Linked DNA regions of Anas platyrhynchos: region 1 is linked to region 2. The links are chromatin contacts, called in public Hi-C maps. All regions are on one chromosome and are shown on one strand. Each heading gives the region's core, a stretch centred on a gene start, on an enhancer-like site or on the middle of the called end of the contact. The rest is flanking DNA. Distances are from core to core; before and after follow the strand shown. Region 1 holds the start of FLNB (filamin B). Region 2 overlaps FLNB (filamin B).

Region 1 (4,877 bases), core at 1,908-4,407, 63 kb after region 2:
TCTCAGGAGAAGGATCGTAAAAGCTGCTCCCCTCAGCTTCAGGCACTTCCAGACCGCCCCGTTCAGCTCTGTGTTGTGTTCGACATAACAAAACCAAAACAGCTCTTGAAAGGATACGCTGCTTCAAATCAGCATTACACTCCGAATAATGTTGCGTGCAATATTTTGACATTATTGTAGCTTATTTCTTTCTCCCGTTCCCTTAAAAGAAAATTCTGTTCTAATTCCTCTATTTTCCACGAAGCGCTTTGATGGTAACAGAAAAGGAAGGGGCTGTGATGGGACCAAGTTCCTCTACCAGCAGGGAATTGCACGCTGCTGGTGGCACGAACAGCATCGCCCCATATAACCACGCGCCGGTGCTGGACATGTGTGTCCAGGTGTGACATCCACTGCTCAGGAAAAAACAAAAAATGGGGAGGGGGAGAAGGATGGCTAAAGCACGGGACCCACCTCGTAGCGAAGAGCCTCAGGAGCTTGATTTGGGACGAGCCTCGGTCACTGAAGCACCTGCATGGGATGAGAGGGTTCAGGTGGGGGCTCCCCCCAAGGCAGCTGCAGCTGCGCAAACATCCCCAACAGGGGCAACCTGGTGACCAACCAACCCACGCCCCTACTCACTTATTACAAAGGATCTTCCACCTCTGTATGTTGAAAAAACAGCATCAGATGTTTCTCTAAAGCTAGCTTAAGTTGGAACTATTGGAGCTGGCTGTCCCCCCGCTACGCTGTACCTCATCGCTAGCTTTGCAGCCCCTCTTCCCCAGGGGGTGAGTTCTCCTACAAACAGCATCTCCGAGTCTTACTCCTAGAAAGAACTAAATATCTTACTTCCATTTCTACAGAATTACTCTTGTTTGCTTATGGTAAAGCATTTTAGACCCAACAAATGAAATACCAGAAAGTTGACCTGGAGAAAGGAAATACTTTCTGTGGAATCCCATTTGCTCCCCGCTGAGAGGATGACTCACAAGGCTGCGAAGTCCCTCGGCAGCACACAGGGGTGTTCCTCTGGGGTGTGAAGCTGGCCCTCCTTTATCACAGATAACGCCTGCATGGCACCAGCATTGTTCTGCTGCCAGTGCCCCATCCGAAACAGGCTTTCAATGGCAAAAATGCACACTGAGATCCAGAAGGCAGGTGACCTTTGTGCTTGGGATTCCGCGTTGGGTTACGCTTACTTTCCTAATTAACATAATAGGTATTGCTTTTTGTTGTTGTCGTTAAGACAACTTTACTTAGTTTTAATAGGCTTTTTTTTTTTTTTGCATTTAAAATGTAGAGGAAAAGAGAAAAAAAAAAAACCACCATTGTTCTCCCACATGTTTGTTTTCACTACAACTGCTAAGAGGAAAAGCCCTCTACAAAAACAGGATGCAGCAGACTCCTCTGCTCGGCAGTCACCCGCAGCCCCCGCGCCCTCCACACTCAGGGCATGTTGCTGTGTTCATCAGGAGTCCATAGAAAGTCATATGGAAATGAAAAGCATCAATGGGAGTTTTATTACCCTCCTGAATGGGAGTGACATGAGGTCCCTGCTGAATAAACCCCACCAGCCTGGGCAGGTTCTGCTCCCTTTGGACAAAGCACAGGCTGCCTATAAAGCAGACGTCTTTCCCTGCAACCCTGCTTACAGACTATGGATGGGGATGTCCATGGGGCAAACCCCACTGTTGTGGGAAGGCATCGAGCCAAGGGCTGCATGGCAATAGCCAAGGCACCCAGTGGTCTCATCCCATGTCCCTGCTTGGGTGGCCTACGAGGCTGAGCACACGGGACCCAGCTGATGCTGCCCAAGTTGGGCAATGCCAGCCCCAAAGGACATCTCCAGCCCCCTGGAGGCTTCACCTCAAACGCAACATCTCTGGGGTGCCCTTGGGAGCAGGATCCCACGTGCACTGCTTCCCCTGCCTGCTTCTAGAAGGACCACGAGCAGTCCCGGGCTGTGCCAGCAGCCTCCAGGATAGGTGCCAGAACCCAGGCAGGAGGGCTCGCTGCGAGCGCGTTCCTGCAGGCTGCTATTAGCGAGACGATAAAAAATCCCGCTTTCTTTCTCCCAACACACTGGCTTTTGGAGGAGCTCATCATTCCAGAGAATAACGCTGACTTGTTCTCGGTGATACGGAAGAATAAATCAAAGGCGGTGGCCAGGAGAGCTGCGTTTCTGTAACCAAGAGCCGCATCTCTGGCCAGAAAGCACCTCGTGGGAATCCGATTCTGGCGACTCAGGGGCCTGTAAAGAGCAACCCGAGCTGTTCCGACTCCGAAACACGGTGATTGCAATCCCATTCACCCTGCTCAGAAACTACCACTTAACAGCCATCCGTCTGGCAGCCTCCGCGAGACACCGAGCCAAGAGTGTTATAATAAAGAAAAGAAAAAAAAAAGTGGGTCTCAGATTTTAGGGAAATACTTTTTCTGGTTTCTTTCTAAGGAAAAATATATAACGCTGTAAGGTTGGAGGGTATTCTTTGGGCTGAGGGGAACAATTTGCTGTTTTAGGTTTAGGTTTATAGGGATGGGGCGCTGCTCGTTTTCCTTTGAACCAAGCATAAGGCTTCTGCAGCTGAAGTAATCACTTTTGATCCAGCCTTGATTTCTGAGCAAGAGGAATCACTGCTCTAATCCCAGCGTTTTACAATGTAAACGATACAGTGAATGCTTATGCAAAAACCTTAGGTAAGACTCCGCTGCTTTATCCCGGCAGAATAAGGAGCAGCCCAATGATGGCACAGTGCCTGTCACCCGCCAGGTACTGCCTGCCTCCAGCAAACCGAAGGGCTGGGGACACAACCCAGCCCTCTCCCTGCAGCTACACCCGCTGTCATTAGGACCAGACCCTGACATTTCCAGCCCCCGAAGCCCCTCTCCGTTCACGCCGAGACCCTTCATCACTCAGAAGCTGTGAGCAAACTCCCGTCAGGAGTCGAAAACCCCCACCCAGCGCTTCTCCCTCCCACGCCCGCAGCATGCAGGGAGCTCCCCCCGCCACCACCCCCAGCCCCCCGGAGCCTCTCTGCTCCTTCCCAGGACCGAGGCCCCGTCCCCCGGTACCTACCGGGGGCTGCCCGCTGCGGGAGGGCTCCGGGCTCCGCTCCGCTGCCGGCCCGCGGCCGAGCTCCCTGAGGCGGCGGGCGGGCTGAGGGAGGGGCGCGGGCAGGGCGGGCTCGGCCCCTCCTGGGCTGCACCTCGGGGCTGGTGGGGGGCAGCCAGCCCCTTACCCCCACGGCTGGGGGGGTGTGGGTGCCGGGTGTCCCCTCCTCAGACCCCGGGGGTTACGCCTGGGGAGGTTTGGGGAGTGCCACTGGCAGCGCTTCTTCCCTAAAATGCTTCTTTGCCAAGAGCTTCAGGGCTGGGAATGGTTTTTGGGGGAGAAGCCCAGCTCTGTAAGGGAGTCTTGGGGTGTCCCAGCAATGGTCAGAGCCCGCTGGGCCCTACTCGTGCACCCAAATCCCAGTGGGTGTCCTGGGGACAGGGCTGAGCCGGGCCTGAGCTGAGAGGGCGTTTGTGCCTGTGAGGGGAGCGTCCGGCCCTGCTCTCACTCAGTGTTCCCCAAACCTGTGTGTACGTGGAGAGAGTAGGGCTGGCCCCCGGGAACTCAACTTCCTCTTACTTCCAGCAAGATGTGTAAAACCGCTACATGACAAGTCCTGACCTCCATGTTCCTCCTGCTCCGTGCTGCCACAAAGCCGCTGCATTTCGGGTGCAAGCATTTCGGGGCACAGCTTTCTGCTAGGCCGTGCCCTCATGCCAGCTCTCACCTCGACCCATTGCACACACCCCTACATATTGTTTTGAGGCCATAAATGGGAACCTTTGGGCTCCAGGCCCCCTAAGAAACTGAGCTAAACCCAGCCTTCTTCGAGGCTTCCTCAAAAACCCCTTGTTCCTCACGAAATTCTGCCCCCACGTAAAACCCTGCTGCCACAGCTCACCCACCCCCTGGCCCAGCCACCTACCTCAGCTTCATCTCAAAGCTGAATTTCACCCCTGTGTGTGTCACGGCTGGTCCCCAGGTCCTGGAGTACAAGAGGGGTTCTGCTCTCCTTGGGGACCAGATTTGGGTTTGGGTCATCTCACTGGGCAGCAGCCCCTGCCGCAGCTGGGGTTACTGAGCCAGCAATGCTGTGGTGCTGCCTGGGGGGCGAACGTCCTCCTCCCGGGGCAAGAAGCGGGTTCAAATTGTTTAGAGAACAAAACCCTGTTAGAACGTTTCATTGGAGTCCGGGGAAATTACTTCTAAAATACATATACATCGCATTAGCAGCAATAATATGCTTTTAAAAAGTCCACTGTAAAAGTAATGATGTTTAGGGACAGAGCCAGCATTTCAAGCCCGTCTGTATGGAGATCGCATCAGGCGCGTGGTTCATGTTCCCAGGTTCTGCAACGTGAAAGAAAATCCTCTGCTAGCTTGCTAAACTGAGATAGTTCAGTTGTGTGTGTAATACACAATAAATGTTTGTTCATTGTCTTTTGTAAAAACAAGGAGTTCTGTTTGAGGAACGGGAGTTGTGAAAACTCCCTGCTGAAGTAAGGAGCTGTATAATACTTGGCTAGACACTATGAAAATTCCTTTGCTTAATGTAACAAAAAAGAGAACCCTCTCCCCTTCTCTCCTTCTGCATCTCAGTAGCCTCTTTCGTTCAAAAAACACTGATGCAAAGTTCATGTAACCATCTCCTGATAAGTTGCTAACCTAGTGTATCAACACCCTGCCTTCCTGTCTCACGCTGGGCCAACATGACCAAATAAAGAAAGAAGTTGAACCACAACGCCGAGGAAGACTACGGCCTTCATCTTCACGACCACCAGAGGGACAGAGACGGCCCCCTAGCAACAGTGCGCGCAGTCGCAGAACGTACCCGGACGTGCCG
Region 2 (5,024 bases), core at 259-2,758:
TCCCCCGCTGGAGATGCCCGGATGCGGTATGGAGAGGACGGGATGTCATCGCCACCGTACTTCACGCCGATTGTATAGCGGCCCGTTTTGTCGGGGACGTAGGTCACAGTGTAAGTGCCATCCTTGTTGTCATGAATGTCCACCCTCTTGGGCTTGCCCTCTTGGTCCTGAGGAAAGCAAAGCAGAAGATTTAGGCGCCATGAAGTTAGTTATGATTTCCTCCAGCAGGATAGCAAACCTTTCGCAGCCATACTTAGATGGTATCAAAGAGGTTCAGAACTGAAGCTCAGAATCAAAGTACAAGGAATAGATTATTATGAGCACTGTAAAACAGTCCGTGCTATCAGCAGCTGGGCTTTGCTCGATACCAAAACCTTTAAGATGTAGCAAGCCATTTTAATTAACTTTGCATTAACTGTACAAAGTTTTAAGCTTTGTTGTCATATAGCTGCTGGAAATGAAGAACACCTCTCAGGTCCCCAGGGCACAGATCAGGAGTCAGAGCAGGCATCTCTATCCGGATAAAGCACCGGGTTGCTTTGCCCAGCTGCTCCCTGAAAGGTTTGAGGTCAGGAAGTAGTGAGGAGGGCTGACAACAGACTCCAGTATGAGGCATCCAGCTCTTGAGATACTGCAAGATCTACAGTTAAAAGCAGGTCTGTGCAGTCCCTTCAAACACTACTTCTAAACTGAATAGAAGAATTAAAGAGCTGCATAAACAATACAGACCTGAGCCTCAGCATCAAGCCTCCTTATCTAAAACCAAGATCAGCACTGTGTAAAATGATTCGGACAGAGCCGGTCCCAGCTTTCAGTGCAACCCAACAGCTGCAAAGCGTGAAGCACTTTAGAAAGTCCTCCAGGCCTGCTCACACACAAATCTACATGTTGATGCCATTTATAATTTATGGCTTAAGCTGCCTGGACTACAGTAGAAGCTGTGACGGACTTGAGATTCCAGGTACAGTGTGAAAGAGCTTGCTCCTTTCAGAGATCCCTGTGAAATATTTGGCATTCACAAGCTGAGAACCAGAAGCTAGAGAAAACACATTCCCACCACACAGGGCTTGTGGAACTTAATCTTCAAAGCCATAGCCATGCTGGGAGCTCTGATAAATATCCCAGATCCTTTAAGGGCACACTTGCATTCCAGAATAAAGCCAATTGTTTTGCAGCACCTGAGCAGATGGGACAGCACGGGAGCAAGAATGCAGAACGGCAAGTACAACCGGCCATGCCATGACCTAGGCATGCCAGGGCTGAGAAATGTGCTTTATGGCCCACTAAACACAGACATTTTTGCTGAGGCCATGGAGTCCAAGCATCTGAAACTTCAGGGAATGCAATAACCAAGTCAAACAAAAAACATTCCTGTAATATCTCTTTAAATGGCTTACAACTTCAAGCAACCTTGAGGGAAACTCGTTATCATCACATAATGCTCAGTGTGGATGTTACATTGTGGCCTTGCTGAACTACACTGATAGCAGGCTGTCTCCATTTCAAATTCCATCATTTCTGTAATCTTGTAAAGAGCCTGTATTTATCTCTTTTGGAGGGGCATTTGCAGAGTGTAAGGTTAATTATGAGCCAAATATAGCATGGGTGATGACTAAGACAGAAGTCTCAGAGAAGCAATTTCAAGAGCTTCACAAATACAGAGCTTAAGGCCCAGCCAGCAGTCCAGTCTTCAGAACACCGAAGGCTGTGCACACTTCATACAGGAGCCACTCAATCCCACCTAGAAACAATTTGTTGCAACCCCCCCATGGTTTTGCAATTACTCACAGTTATCTGTACAGTGAGAAGTCCCTGCCCGGCATCTTTAGCATCCACGGCAAACTCCACAGGCAGGCTGGCTGGTATGCCATAGGAACTGAGACCTGGTCCACTTGCTGTCACTTTGCTGGCATCATACGTAGGAAGCACCTTCACCTTGAAGGGACTTTAAGAAAAAAAAACACATTATCACCCCCTCCTCCTAAATCATGGTTGATCATTGTTGCAGAACACACTACACAGGTGGACAGCACAAGGGGCATTTGACAACACTACCAGCTTCATTTGAGCCTTTAGCCAATGCCCAGCTGATCACTGGGACAGTTTTCCCTTCCCTCAAAGGGTGATACAGGACACTGCTAACTCAAGAGGAGATCTGACATGCTGCAGAGCATTTGAGCTACTGGGACACATGCACATCCCAGAGCCTCTGCAGTGCCTGAACCCACGGAATGGTGTTCTGGTTACTGCCCTGAGGAGTAGGTACAGCTCTCCCAGTAACTGTCTGGAGTAGAAAGGAAAGCTTAAAGCAGAGCTTTGTCGCAGGGATGAACGTCTTCAGAAAGACCACAGGCAGACGAGCTGAGCTGGAGCCGGTGCTGAGGTGCAGATACACCTCCCCTCTGGCATCCCTGCTGTAGATGCAGCAGTCTCAAATCACTGCTAAACCCAAAAGCCGTACATGTAGCTGTACTGGCTTAGTAGGAAGGACCACAGCTAGTCCTTAAATAGTATTCATGTGCTGGGAGAGCACAATCAGGTCATGAACTCTTCAGGTTATCTAAGTTTATCCTCACCACCTTACCTGCGAGGAATCTCTTCATCAGCATACTTGACAGAGATCATATACGGTCCCTCCAGGGTAGGGGTGTACACCACTGTGTGGGTGCCATCTCCATTGTCTACCACATTAACAGGCTCCACAATTCCTAAAAAAGCAACAGACAATTCTCAGCTGCAATATTAAAACTCAATTCCTTATCAGCCATTTGATGTTACACAATGCTCTGCTGATTTACAATTTGGAAGAAGCTACATTTCATTCTTTATTTATTTATTTATTGTTTTGAATGAAGGTAATGGGCATGGATCAGTGATCAGTTTCCCTTATTTTGTATTCAAGAGCCATTAACTTAAGACAGATTTGCCATCAACTGCTCTCTGGGTACCCATCTTCTCACTGTAAACAAAAGCTAGCATGAAAATACTGGAGGAAAATCTGCCTTTTTGTACAGTCCTGGTCAAGAGCAATTTCTCAAAATACTCTGAAGATCTTCCCACGAAGAAAATGAGTAATGGTTATAATTGCCTGAACTGCCATTTACAAGATTACATACTGCCACTGGGATTCACTGCACAGAGTTGAGCCCTAAAGCCTGTTAGTGCATAGCATTCACCAATTTGAGTCTTTCACAATCAAGTATTAGGAAAGGCAGGCTCACTGCCTAGACAGGAGAATCCTGCAAGCTGCCAAAGTCATAAGAAAGAAGGATCAATTATTTCAATTTGCATTAAGCTAAACCTACAGCAGATTATGTGACGTATCAGTCCAGATCAACACACAAAGCAGTCTACAATTACAACTTGGCTTGAAACACAGGAAAGATTAGCAGTATAGTGAGTGCAAAAGAAATGTATAGTTGTCATGCAAAGCCTGAAAAGCAGCACAGTTTGTTCCCACTCCCTCCTCCAGATGATTCTTGCTGTTGCCAGTTGGATTTCTGAGAGCCCAAGTTGCCAGTAGTTAGTAAGAGTTCAAACCTGTTGCAGTGTCACCCTTTGGATCACCTTTAAAATCCGAAATCACTTTCAAAGGAGAGCTCGATCCCTGGGAATCCGTCTCATCCGCTAAAATTAAAGAACTGTTACCTGAAAGTCACTTGCACCAGGACAACCCGATACTCGAGTGGTGAACCGGCTCTCACCTCCTAGCAAGGCGCAACTTGGAGGCATCTAAAGAGTTTGATAGGGGCAACCTGTACACTACCCCTTGCTACTATTCTAGTAGGGCTTAAAGTTGCCCCTCAGCTGTGCCTCCTGGATGGACAGTTATTTCACTGCTGGGCTCTGGGGATCATTTTGGTGATGTTGCTCCACAGAGGGGCAAGGCTGTAGCAATGGTCCTGCATTGGTCTGAGCAGCGCCCTCGCTAACTGAGCGAGCGGCAGCTGCCCTGACTGAGGGGCTGCTTGTTCTAGGCGAGATGCTGTGCTATGCCAGCCAGCCCGGGTTCAGATACAAGGCTGCTGTGAGACATTGGATTTACTTGTTTATGCCTAAACCTAAGCCGTGTTTGTTCATCGATGATGCTTACTCATCTCATTTCTGTTACCTGTGAAGATTAGGATAAAGCGATTTAAAGACACTGCTCAAAGCAGCCCTGCACAGCACACAGCTCTCCTCCTCTTACAGCAGTACACGTGGGTCAGCACTCCAGATGCATGGACCAGAGGAATGGGAACCAAGGGAAATGTTCCTACAAGCGGCATCACCACTCTTGCAAGCAGGGCCAGGAGCACGATACCCACCCAAGTGCAGAGATGGGCACAGCCAGGTTGAGTTCTTCGCTTCTTACCTCTGGGTCCTGCCACCACCACCTCCAGGGGCGCTACTCCTGCCTTGCTGGTGTCTACAGTAAAGGACTGTGGGATTTTGGCTCGAACAGCTGTTCCCAGACCTGGCCCTGCAATCTTCACCTTGCTGGGATCCACAACATCCTTCACAGGAACCTTGAAAGGACTGCCTGGAAGTTAAGACGGATAGTGTTAATACAACACAGCTTTAACAGCTGCAGTAAAATGCCCAAACGCCTGCAAGTGGCTGGCTCTGGCTTTGTGGACTGAACCATTTAATACTTCAGGCACTTCTGTGCTACGCAAACAAGACAAGTTACTATCAAAGACAGCACCAGCTCAACCTATGCTATGCACTAATTCAATATAGAATAAAAGTTGCAAGGCACAGGCAACCGATCAAATGGCAGGTTGCAGCATATAGCTTTAAATGTAGAATTACCATTTTTTAAAGGGAGTACATGAAGGATTGGCAGACTGCACCTGGAAGTAGCCAAGCTGAGTACTGCAGACTACTGAACCCAAATTGTCAGCTATAACCCAAGTTTCAGTCCTCAGACCATCTGCTTCTGCTCTGATCACAGTGTAACAATTCAGTTGTGATTTATCTGCTTTGAACACCTGAGAAGAAATGCGTGAAACCAACCAGAAGCACAAACAAAGCTTCACACA

What was found. A called contact is a pair of places that touch in the nucleus more often than the background predicts.
Region 1: a Hi-C map of skeletal muscle shows a contact between it and region 2, with 2.0 times the contacts expected there. The contact joins the promoter of FLNB here to the enhancer-like site in region 2. A contact is called at or near these places in 3 of 8 Hi-C or Micro-C datasets (skeletal muscle, small yellow follicle and subcutaneous adipose tissue).

The regions. Positions count from the first base shown.
Region 1 is chr13:12,529,821-12,534,697 of IASCAAS_PekinDuck_T2T, forward strand. It overlaps FLNB (filamin B), which reads right to left and starts at 3,158. Exons shown (of 48, transcript XM_072044619.1): 1 at 3,059-3,158; 2 at 454-510.
Region 2 is chr13:12,468,698-12,473,721 of IASCAAS_PekinDuck_T2T, forward strand. FLNB (filamin B) reads right to left here. Exons shown (of 48, transcript XM_072044619.1): 28 at 4,355-4,522; 29 at 3,541-3,627; 30 at 2,585-2,708; 31 at 1,789-1,945; 32 at 1-167. Among named protein-coding and RNA genes, the nearest start is that of DNASE1L3, 34 kb to the left of the region's middle. Within about 2 kb of position 1,509, at least 4 of the 8 cell types and tissues checked have an H3K27ac peak or open chromatin away from gene starts, as enhancers often do. A contact at or near this core is called in small yellow follicle, where this site is marked.